3 separate regions of the Mus musculus genome follow, and regions 2 and 3 are each linked to region 1. Evidence: chromatin contacts called from public Hi-C and HiChIP or PLAC-seq data. All regions are on one chromosome and are shown on one strand. The core of a region is the stretch at or near the end of the contact, and the rest is flanking DNA. Distances in the headings are between cores, read along the strand shown.

Region 1 (3,065 bases), core at 105-2,604:
CCAGAGCCACCATTCTGGCTTTGATGATAGGCAGCCTTACCTGACAAATGGCATGTCACTGAGACCTGAAGGGTTTTGTTTCACAGTGAAAGGCTCCGTGACTGCCAGAGATTTCTTACAGTATTTCCTTAGGACCTCTGCTGCCAAGTCTCTTGCTCACGAATAAAGAGTGTTCCCTTGATCTTCAAAATGGATGGTCTGGAAACACTTTGACGTATCTTCTCACAAATAGGAGAGAAAAATGAAGCCATACAATATCTCTTAATTCATAGTGCCTGTACGACACCCTCTTCAGTGTATGTACTGAATGAAGCATAAGGTATGCTTCACAGAAAGATATCTGAAAAAAAAATAGCTTAGGCCAGTGGCTCTTAACCCCCCTGGGGGAATGATCTTCACGCAGGGGTTGTTTAAGACCATCGGAAAACAGATATTTACATTGCCTTCATAACAGTAGTAAAATTACAGCTATGAAGTAGCAACATAATAATTTTATGGTTGGGGGTCACCACGATATGGGGAACTGTATTAAAGGGTCTCAGCATTAGAAAGGTTAGGCTGTTATTGGTCTTAGATAATGGGCACCCCGTAGCTACTTCTCTCCACAGTCATGGCAACACAACCACAGGTAGACCCTATGCTTCTGCCATTATCCTCTGCTGAAGATCACTGTCCTTCGTTCCTGCTACAGAGGAAGCCACAGGGATATGTCTGCTTCAGTTCAGCTGGCCATCTCCAGAGTCCACAGGAGGGTACCTTCAAACCTTAGGGCTTATGGGCTGTAGATAGCAGTCGTTTCTATAATATGGGGGTCTTGTGAGTTTGCAAATCAATTTGCCACTCAGACCCTTGGGACCCCAAAGCTCTGACCTGTGAGAAATCTTAATAAGGCGGGCACTCCTGGCTAGATGCAGTCCTTTGACTGAGGTTTGCCTCTTGACCTGGTGCTGATCCCTGACCGCTGTGGACTCTTGGGCAACATCTACTGTGACTCTAACCGACTGTATCCTCTTTACCCCTCCCCTCTTTTTCCTCCCCGAATTCCACCCTTCCACTTTCTCCCTCTCCTCCTTTCTGCTTCCCTCCTTCTTTTCTCCCTTTCCCATCAATTCCTCTTCTCCTTTCCACCTCTCCACCCTTCTCTCCTCCTCCCTCCCCACTTTCCCTTTCTTCCCTCTCTGTCCACTTCCATGCCGTCGATATCCTCTAACTTCCCTTCTCCATAGTCTGGTCCTCCTTCTATTCCTTCCCCTCTGGGAAGAGGCGGTCCATCCAGCACTCGGTGCTCGGCTAGGCGGCGGATCGACGCGCTCGGCGCTCGCGGCGTGCGGAAGTGCGGCCCTAGTGCTGGCTGCGGCGGCCTGGAACCGGTTGGCTGGGACCTGACACCGCCTGCAAGCTGCAGGTGAGTGTCGCGTCCTGGGTGAGGACGCCCCGGGTCCGGAGTGGAATTCCGCGGTGGCACGGGACCGTCGGGGCTGGGCGACCTGGGGAGGCGCGGTGAGGGACCCGGGGCGCGGGGCTGAGTGTGGGAGCCGCGGGCCGAGCCTTCCCCACCCGCCTCCGCGCAGGCCGCCGGGCTGGACCCGGAGGAGCGGCTGGTGTGCAGGGTCTGCTTGGAATCTGTTTAAGTCCCCCGCGCTAACGTGGACGGGAAGCTTGAATGGTTTCCTTTACTACTCTGGGAGCAGCAAGTGCGGGTTCAGCCACACCTCCATTCGGCCATTTGAATGCCTTACACTAAAAACACTAATGGCAACTGGTTATCTCTCTACTAACTTTGTTTATAAAGCTTAGCTTGTGATGGCCCAGGCTTGGTAACAGATTCCCCCAATGGCAAGGAACTGAAAGTCAAAACAAGAATGATCTAAGTGTGAACAATTTGTGATTCGAAAGGTGACAGAAAGACGCTGATGTGTGCTTGCCTCTTACATGTTCTCTTTTGTTTGACACAGTAGACAGTATTTTTAAGCAGGGGAACCTCTGTTTGTTGGAAACAATTTTTGGAGTTATTAGAAAGTAGTCCTTTTTTTTTCTTTTTCAATTATTTAATTTACTGTACCAGACATTTTGAACTATTACCTTCCAAAAGGTGATACCTTGAAGATTACATTCAAAACATTTGTAAAGGCTGTATTCTAGTATGGGGCTTCTTCAACTTTTGCCACCAAAAATTTATAAAGAATTTCCATGGTTTTATATGTAAGTTTATAAAATAGGTAGACAATCTATGTATTCACTATCTGTAAATCACAAAGCTTTTTATTTTAGGACAATTTTTGTATACATCAAACTTACCATTTATTAAAGATGAAAGCATAGAGTTGGATAACTCGGTTCTTTTCACATACATAGTTAAGTCTTGGTTTAATATTTGTAACTACGGGACACTGAGCATCTTCAGGGCTTTCCAGAGCTGATTGATTATTTTAATTTTCTAATCATCGGTAGGAAGAGCAGTTCTACATACAAATACATAGTACACAGTGGTAGAAGGACAGTTAGAAACATTTTGGAGATTGTTGCAAATTTGTCCTTACTCCCAAGCCGAATCCATTGGTGATCTTTTAGAACTTCAAATCAGCAACGTAAAAACCAGTTTTTCAGATTAAAATTCGGACACAACACGATTTAAAGACCCAATCACTTGGTGATTACATGCTGAAGAATGCCAGTAGGGAAATGTGAATAGTCTTTGTTTTCTGTAATAAAACCATTTTTCTCCTTTAAGAACAGAACATTTTGTTTGTGTGTGTGTATATACGTATATACATATGCATAATATATACATATATACACATACATATATACATATATGAATACACACATATATGTATACACACATATATGTATGTGTGTATATATGTATATATTTGTTTGTATGTATGTATGTATATATGTAGTGTGTTAGTTTTTTCAGTGTTGTAACCAAGTACCTGCTAAGCAGTTTAAGGGAAGAAGGTCTCACTCCAGTTTATAGATTGGAGTTATATAGCCTATGCTAGTGAGGCTGCCTCATAGTGGCAGGACTGTGCCCTGGGACCCCTCAGGAACAGGAAGCAGAT
Region 2 (2,804 bases), core at 218-2,717, 530 kb before region 1:
TAGGAGGCTGAGGCTGGAGAATCACTGAGTAGGAGGCCTGCCTAGGCTTCAGAGTGAGACACTGTCTAAAAAGAGACAAGAAGACTAAAAGGGGACTGTCTCAGTCAGGGTTTCTATTCCTGCACAAACATCATGACCAAGAAGCAGTTGAGGAGGGAAGGGTTTATTCAGCATACATTTCCACACTGCTGTTACCACCAAAGAAAGTCAGAAAGCAGGAGCTGATGCAGAGGCCATGGGCGGATGTTCTTTACTGTCTTGCTTCCCCTGGCTTGCTCAGTCTGCTCTCTTATAGAACCCAAGACTAGCAGCCCAGAGATGGCACCACCCACAAGGGGATCTTCCCCTTTGATCACTAATTGAGAAAATGCCTTACAGCTGGATCTCATGGAGGCATCTCCCCAGCTGAAGCTCCTTTCTCTGTGATAATTCCAGCCTGTGTCAAGTTGACACAAAACTAGCCAGTAGAGCCAGTACAGGGACCAAGTTTATACTTAAGGCCACATGCCTCCTTTCCTTCCGACTAACTCAAGTGACATCTTTGCCAGGAGTCACCAAACTCCACTGGTGTCTTATTTGTTTAAAGTCCTTGTATTTAGTTTTCTTTTCTTTCTTTCTTTCTTTTTTTTTTTTTTTTTTTTTTTTTTTTTTTTTTTTTTTTTTTTTTTTTTGTTTTTCGAGGCTGGGTTTCTCTGCATAGCCCTGGTTGTCCTGGAACTCACTTTGTAGACCAGGCTGGCCTCAAACTCAGAAATCCACCTGCCTCTGCCTCCCAAGTGCTGGGATTAAAGGCGTGCACCACCACCGCCCAGCTGTATTTTTGTTGTATTTAGTTTTCTATTAGTACGTTATTTTCTAACCAAGACATCTGCCTGGGAGTACAAATTAAGGATGGAGAGAGCTCAGTATTGAGAAAGCACTGGCCTCAATGTCCAGTGTCAGAAAAAAAAGAAAGAAAGAAAAATTATCATAACCTCACTTCTTTAACAGAGGGTTGAGAACAAAACCCCACACCTCATCAATCGTGAACATTCTACTGACAGCCAATGAAAAGATGATCTATTCATCCTCAAAATTTCACCAACAGATTACTTAAGAAGCCAGAATTTCCAGTTCAGCACGGGACTTCCCACAGATTCTATCCAGACGCTGCCTCTGTGCACTATGTAAACAGCAAACGATAAGGAAGAGAAACAGTTCCTCTTTCCTTGTTGAGCAACCAAGCAACGCAAAAAGTGATGATTTTTGTTTAGAAAGAAAATAAAAGAGAGTGGCATTTGGGCAGGGAATGATGTGAGAGTTGCCCAAGTCCCCTCTGCATTCCAACCTGGGCTCCTATGTCCAGCTCTAGATCACTGGCCATGGCTTTTGTGGCAGTTCTCTGCCAGGTCAGCCCACTGTTGAGGCCAGAGAACCTGATTGTACATGGAAACCCTTTGGCAAACCGCAAGTTTCTGCAGGCCACACCCAGGGAGGCAGCGGGAGCTGGTGAACAGGAGACCAGACCGAACACTGTAATAACACAATGCAGTGTGTAATTAAGCAATTCCTGTGATCTCAGACCAAGGATGTTTGTTATTGTTTTGACCTTCTTCACCTATGTGTCAGCTGGAGGCCTGGCTAAAGCTGTCCTAACGCTGAATCTACACAAACAACTCCCTCTCACCCTCAGCTCACCTTTCTGGTACAGAGCCAAGAGTTCTCTGCTACTTTATACACAGAGGCTCAGAACAAGGTGCCTGGGTTCCGTGGCTACTGCCATCTATTCTATTGTCTCTGATTCCAGGCCAGGCATAGAAAAAGCAGAGGTGAGCATGGCATGCCAGCTCCGGGGTGGACTCTTGGATTCACACCCTAGCTCTTCCACTTGGCTGTGTGACCTCACCTGTTCAAGCTTCTTGACCTCTCTGAGCCTTCATTTCTCTGGCATGTTATAAAGGAGTTGATATTGATGCCTCCATCATAGTATTACTCTACAGTCGTGTGTGATGCTCTACAGCAAGAATCATAAAGTCTTCTGCTGACACTGGGCTTCAGCTCTTCCAGATAAGTAACTGAACTGTGTTTGGATGTAACAAACTTCACCATACAGACTTATTTTCAAAATGGAGTCCTGGCTGTTGCCTCCTACACAGAAGGACAGATCTGTGCATCCCGGAGGCACGGAACACAGAAGGAAGTGGATGGAATTCAGGGAGCCCCGGTACCTATACTTTTTGAACTTTCTCCTTGTTCACAGCATTTGAGCCTTGGTAGGCTGAGCTACTGGGAACTCTGGTGGAATCTGCTCAGGTCTTAAGGACACTCTCTGTGTCTTTGTGTAGGGAGGGGAAGTGGTTCTAGGATTCCCGTGGACACCAAACCTTCTAGAAAATGACATAGTTTGGGAAACTCACACACTTTACTTCCCGTCTTGCTTGTCACTCATCTCCGTATCGGTGAAAAGCAAGGGAACAACACTTAACCTGAATTGCATTGGAGTGCAGGCTGAGAAAGACTGCGCATGCGTGGGACAGAGGCATTTTTCTTCTCTTCAGTGGTTTTGATCTGGGGTTTGGGGGAGCCTTGAGTGTGGTTGGGCCCTTTGATGTGGAGTACTGATTCTGTTCTTACCGTCATCACCTGCTAACTTTTCTGGCATTTGAGGAGGCAGCAAAGCATCGGTGTTCATGGCGAGAATCTGGCTTTGCTCCATATTTTGCAGCCTGACCTTCCTTGAGCTAATTTGTCCCTCGGTTTCCTGCTCTATGAGACAGAGATAAGTGACCAAGTGACAAAGCTCCTGGAGATTGGAGGTTGGTGAA
Region 3 (2,918 bases), core at 24-2,523, 710 kb before region 1:
GGTAACCTGCTCAGAAGGGGGGTGGTGAGGTCCAAGGTCTTTATCTGGGACTTGGGCCTGGAAATCTCAAGACTCTCCTTTCCCAGATGATGCCCTTATGCATTCCTGAATATCCATCACCCTCCTGAGGAATATTTCTTTTGGTTGGACACCGGATGAGCTTGCAGTAAACGGAAAGGGTAGATATGTGTAAAATATACTGTGTATATTTTACCCATATGTGTAAATATGTAAAATATGTGTAAAATATGTAAAATATACTTGAAGCACAGCTGTTCTTAAAAAATAGAAATTAAACACAAAGATGAGGGAAATGAATCATGGATGATAAAACTGATAAATATCCAATGCCATCTTATAGTGAAATGTTTCTGAGGATGGTTGAGGATTCTCAGGCCACAAATTAAGAGAACACTAAAAGGAAAAAAAAAACAACACCAATTTTTCCACCTCCCTGTAAGCTAATAATTCAGGATAAAATGTTAGTCAACTTCAAGAATAGGATATGCAGCAACTGAGATGATTCTTAACTCTGTGGATTTTAACAATGACTTTGTAGAGCTAAGATTTATGTCTTATTTTATATTTAACCCAGTTTCCTCCAAGTGCACCTTACTTAAATAATACATGCTCTGTTTTTATTTCTATAAACACAATATCTCCCTGTGACTATAATCACTGCTATCACCATCATCATCATCACTGCCACCGACCATTATCATCATTGCTGAGATCTATATTGGGTGAAAACTCTTTTTGTATACTTTCTTTAAAGTATATGTGTGTGTGTGTGTGTGTGTGTGTGTGTGTGTGTGTGTGTGTGTGTGTGTGTTGGAGTATGTACATATGAATACAAGATCCTGTGGTGGCTAGAGGTCTTGGACCTCCCTAGTGCTCGAGTTAGACAATTGTGAGCCACCTAACGTGGCTACTGAGAACTGAACTTGTGTCCTGTGTGCTCTTAAATGCCGAGGCATCTCTCCAACCCTAGTATGCACATTTAATATGAGCTGTCCAACTTAGATTATAACACGCACACATGAACACTTTTATTTAACAGAGAGATTTCTAAATTATAATGTCCCAATTGTAAGGGTATAATTTAATGATATCTTAAATAAATTCACAGTTATGTAACTCTCCCTGCCACCCAGCTTTGAGAAGTTGCCAGCGCCTAATTTGCACCTTGTTTCTCACTCCTATGCCATCCCTAAGCAGTTGGTTATCTTCCTAACTCCGTAGACTTGCACTCTGGGCACTTCACATGTACAGTGTGTGCTAGTGATCTTTCTGTCTTGGGATAACTGACCAAGGAAAGTTTTATTTTGGGTCACAGCTTTAGATGTTCCAGCCCATGATCAGTGGAGTGGGCTCCATTGCCTTGGCTGAGGTAGCACATTATGGTAGAAATGATTTTGCTCATCACATCATGGATGGGAAGAGGAAGTCCATAGTGTCATTTCCACAGTGACTGAAGACCTTCCAGTAGGTCCAACCTCATAAATGCATCACCACCTCCCAGAAGAACTATTGTTAATGTTATCTGGTAAGTGTTGCGGCTTTCTCTTAACCCCTCTATGTTGCGGTTTTCTCTTAACCCCTCTAGCTCCGGAATAATTGAGGCAGGGCTATTGTATTTACTTAAAAGCTTTAAGGCACAACAACTGAGCACAGTATTCATCTATTTTAATCCTCTAACCTAACTCTGTCTACCTCCCAGACAAAAACTCTAAGATATTTGCATTTTATGGTTTTCTCTGCTCCAGCTGTTTTCTTATGGTTTCTCCTGGACCCTCTCTCCTTTCTGTCCCTCTCTCCTTTCTGTCCCTCCCTCCTTTCTGTCCCTCTCTCCTTTCTGTCCCTCTCTCCTTTCTGTCCCTCTCTTCTTTCTGTCCCTCCTTTCTGTCCCTCTACTCCCCAGGCTGTGAGAAAGTCCAGCCCTATTCTCTCCCCTGCTCAGTCACTGGCTGATCAGCCATATGTTGACAGAAATATTTTATTAAAAATATTTTTCCAGTATTTCCCATAACCTATGGCTTATTATCCTATTTTCTTTATGTGTCTTATAAAGAGCAAAAAGTCATCAATTTTGATAAAGTCCAACATTTTTGTTATTGAACTTTTTTTGACAGAGTTCAAATTGGCCTGGAACTCACTATGTAGCCCACACACGTTGGCACCAAACTTATGATAATCCTCTTGCCTCTTATTGCTAGGATCACAGGCCTAAATTAGCATGCTAGCTTTGCTTGAATGTTTGATGTCATATTGAAAGAAGTGTTGCCTAGCTCATGGAAAGAAATATTTTCTTGAAATTATAGAATTTCATGGTTTTTGTTTCAGAGAAGCACTTCAAGATGTAGGCATACTCAAAAAGTTTCTGAAGAGGACTTTAATAACCCAGAAATAACCTCAAGGACTGACAGGTTGGATGACATGAGATTAAAAACCAACAATACAGCAAAGGAAGCTATCAGCAATGTCACACACAGCCTAGAGAGTGGGAAAGTCACTGCCAGCTGCCTTTCAGTGAGATGCTAGTGTATAGAACAAACTGCCGATGTGAAACACCAAAAATAAGGACCATCTCTAACTGCTACTAACCGTCTAGGTACTGTCTTTCTTATATAATTCTTCCACTACTCGGAGTTTCTAAAAATTAGCTAATTTTGAATCAAAGGCAGAACACAGCTGGATAAAAAAAAAACTAGTCATATTAATTTATGCAAATTTCCCCTCAGGATACTTTTCCGTCTATAGGGCTGAGCATGCTCAATAACTAAGGGAGAACACTCACTGAGATAGAGTGTCAGGGATCATAGTTTGGAGTGCCACGGAGTCTGAAGGTCAAGGTGAGGAGAGTCTCTCGAGGAAATTACACAGGAATTAATTGTCTATTTAAATAAGGATCAGCACTT

Evidence for each region. Hi-C and Micro-C count contacts between places; a contact is called where the count stands out from the background. HiChIP or PLAC-seq counts read pairs in DNA pulled down with a chosen protein or histone mark.
Region 2: a FOXA1 HiChIP or PLAC-seq map of pancreatic cancer cells shows a contact between it and region 1. The contact joins the enhancer-like site here to the promoter of Exoc2 in region 1. A contact is called at or near these places in 2 of 39 promoter capture datasets (cranial neural crest and hippocampal neurons), 1 of 484 Hi-C or Micro-C datasets (CD8 T cells) and 2 of 115 datasets of contacts at active chromatin or transcription factors (embryonic stem cells and pancreatic cancer cells).
Region 3: a Hi-C map of the G1E-ER4 cell line shows a contact between it and region 1, with 2.4 times the contacts expected there. The contact joins the enhancer-like site here to the promoter of Exoc2 in region 1. A contact is called at or near these places in 12 of 39 promoter capture datasets (the 3T3-L1 cell line, the C10 cell line, cranial neural crest and 6 more), 1 of 484 Hi-C or Micro-C datasets (the G1E-ER4 cell line) and 13 of 115 datasets of contacts at active chromatin or transcription factors (bone marrow-derived macrophages, craniofacial prominence, differentiating embryonic stem cells and 7 more).

What each region holds. Positions count from the first base shown.
Region 1 is chr13:30,972,336-30,975,400 of GRCm38.p6, reverse strand. It overlaps Exoc2 (exocyst complex component 2), which reads left to right and starts at 1,354. Exons shown (of 28, transcript NM_025588.2): 1 at 1,354-1,405.
Region 2 is chr13:31,505,319-31,508,122 of GRCm38.p6, reverse strand. No RefSeq gene overlaps it. Among named protein-coding and RNA genes, the nearest start is that of Foxq1, 51 kb to the left of the region's middle. Within about 2 kb of position 1,467, at least 45 of the 459 cell types and tissues checked have an H3K27ac peak or open chromatin away from gene starts, as enhancers often do. A contact at or near this core is called in pancreatic cancer cells, where this site is marked.
Region 3 is chr13:31,679,791-31,682,708 of GRCm38.p6, reverse strand. No RefSeq gene overlaps it. Among named protein-coding and RNA genes, the nearest start is that of Foxf2, 55 kb to the right of the region's middle. Within about 2 kb of position 1,273, at least 9 of the 459 cell types and tissues checked have an H3K27ac peak or open chromatin away from gene starts, as enhancers often do. A contact at or near this core is called in the G1E-ER4 cell line and embryonic stem cells, where this site is marked.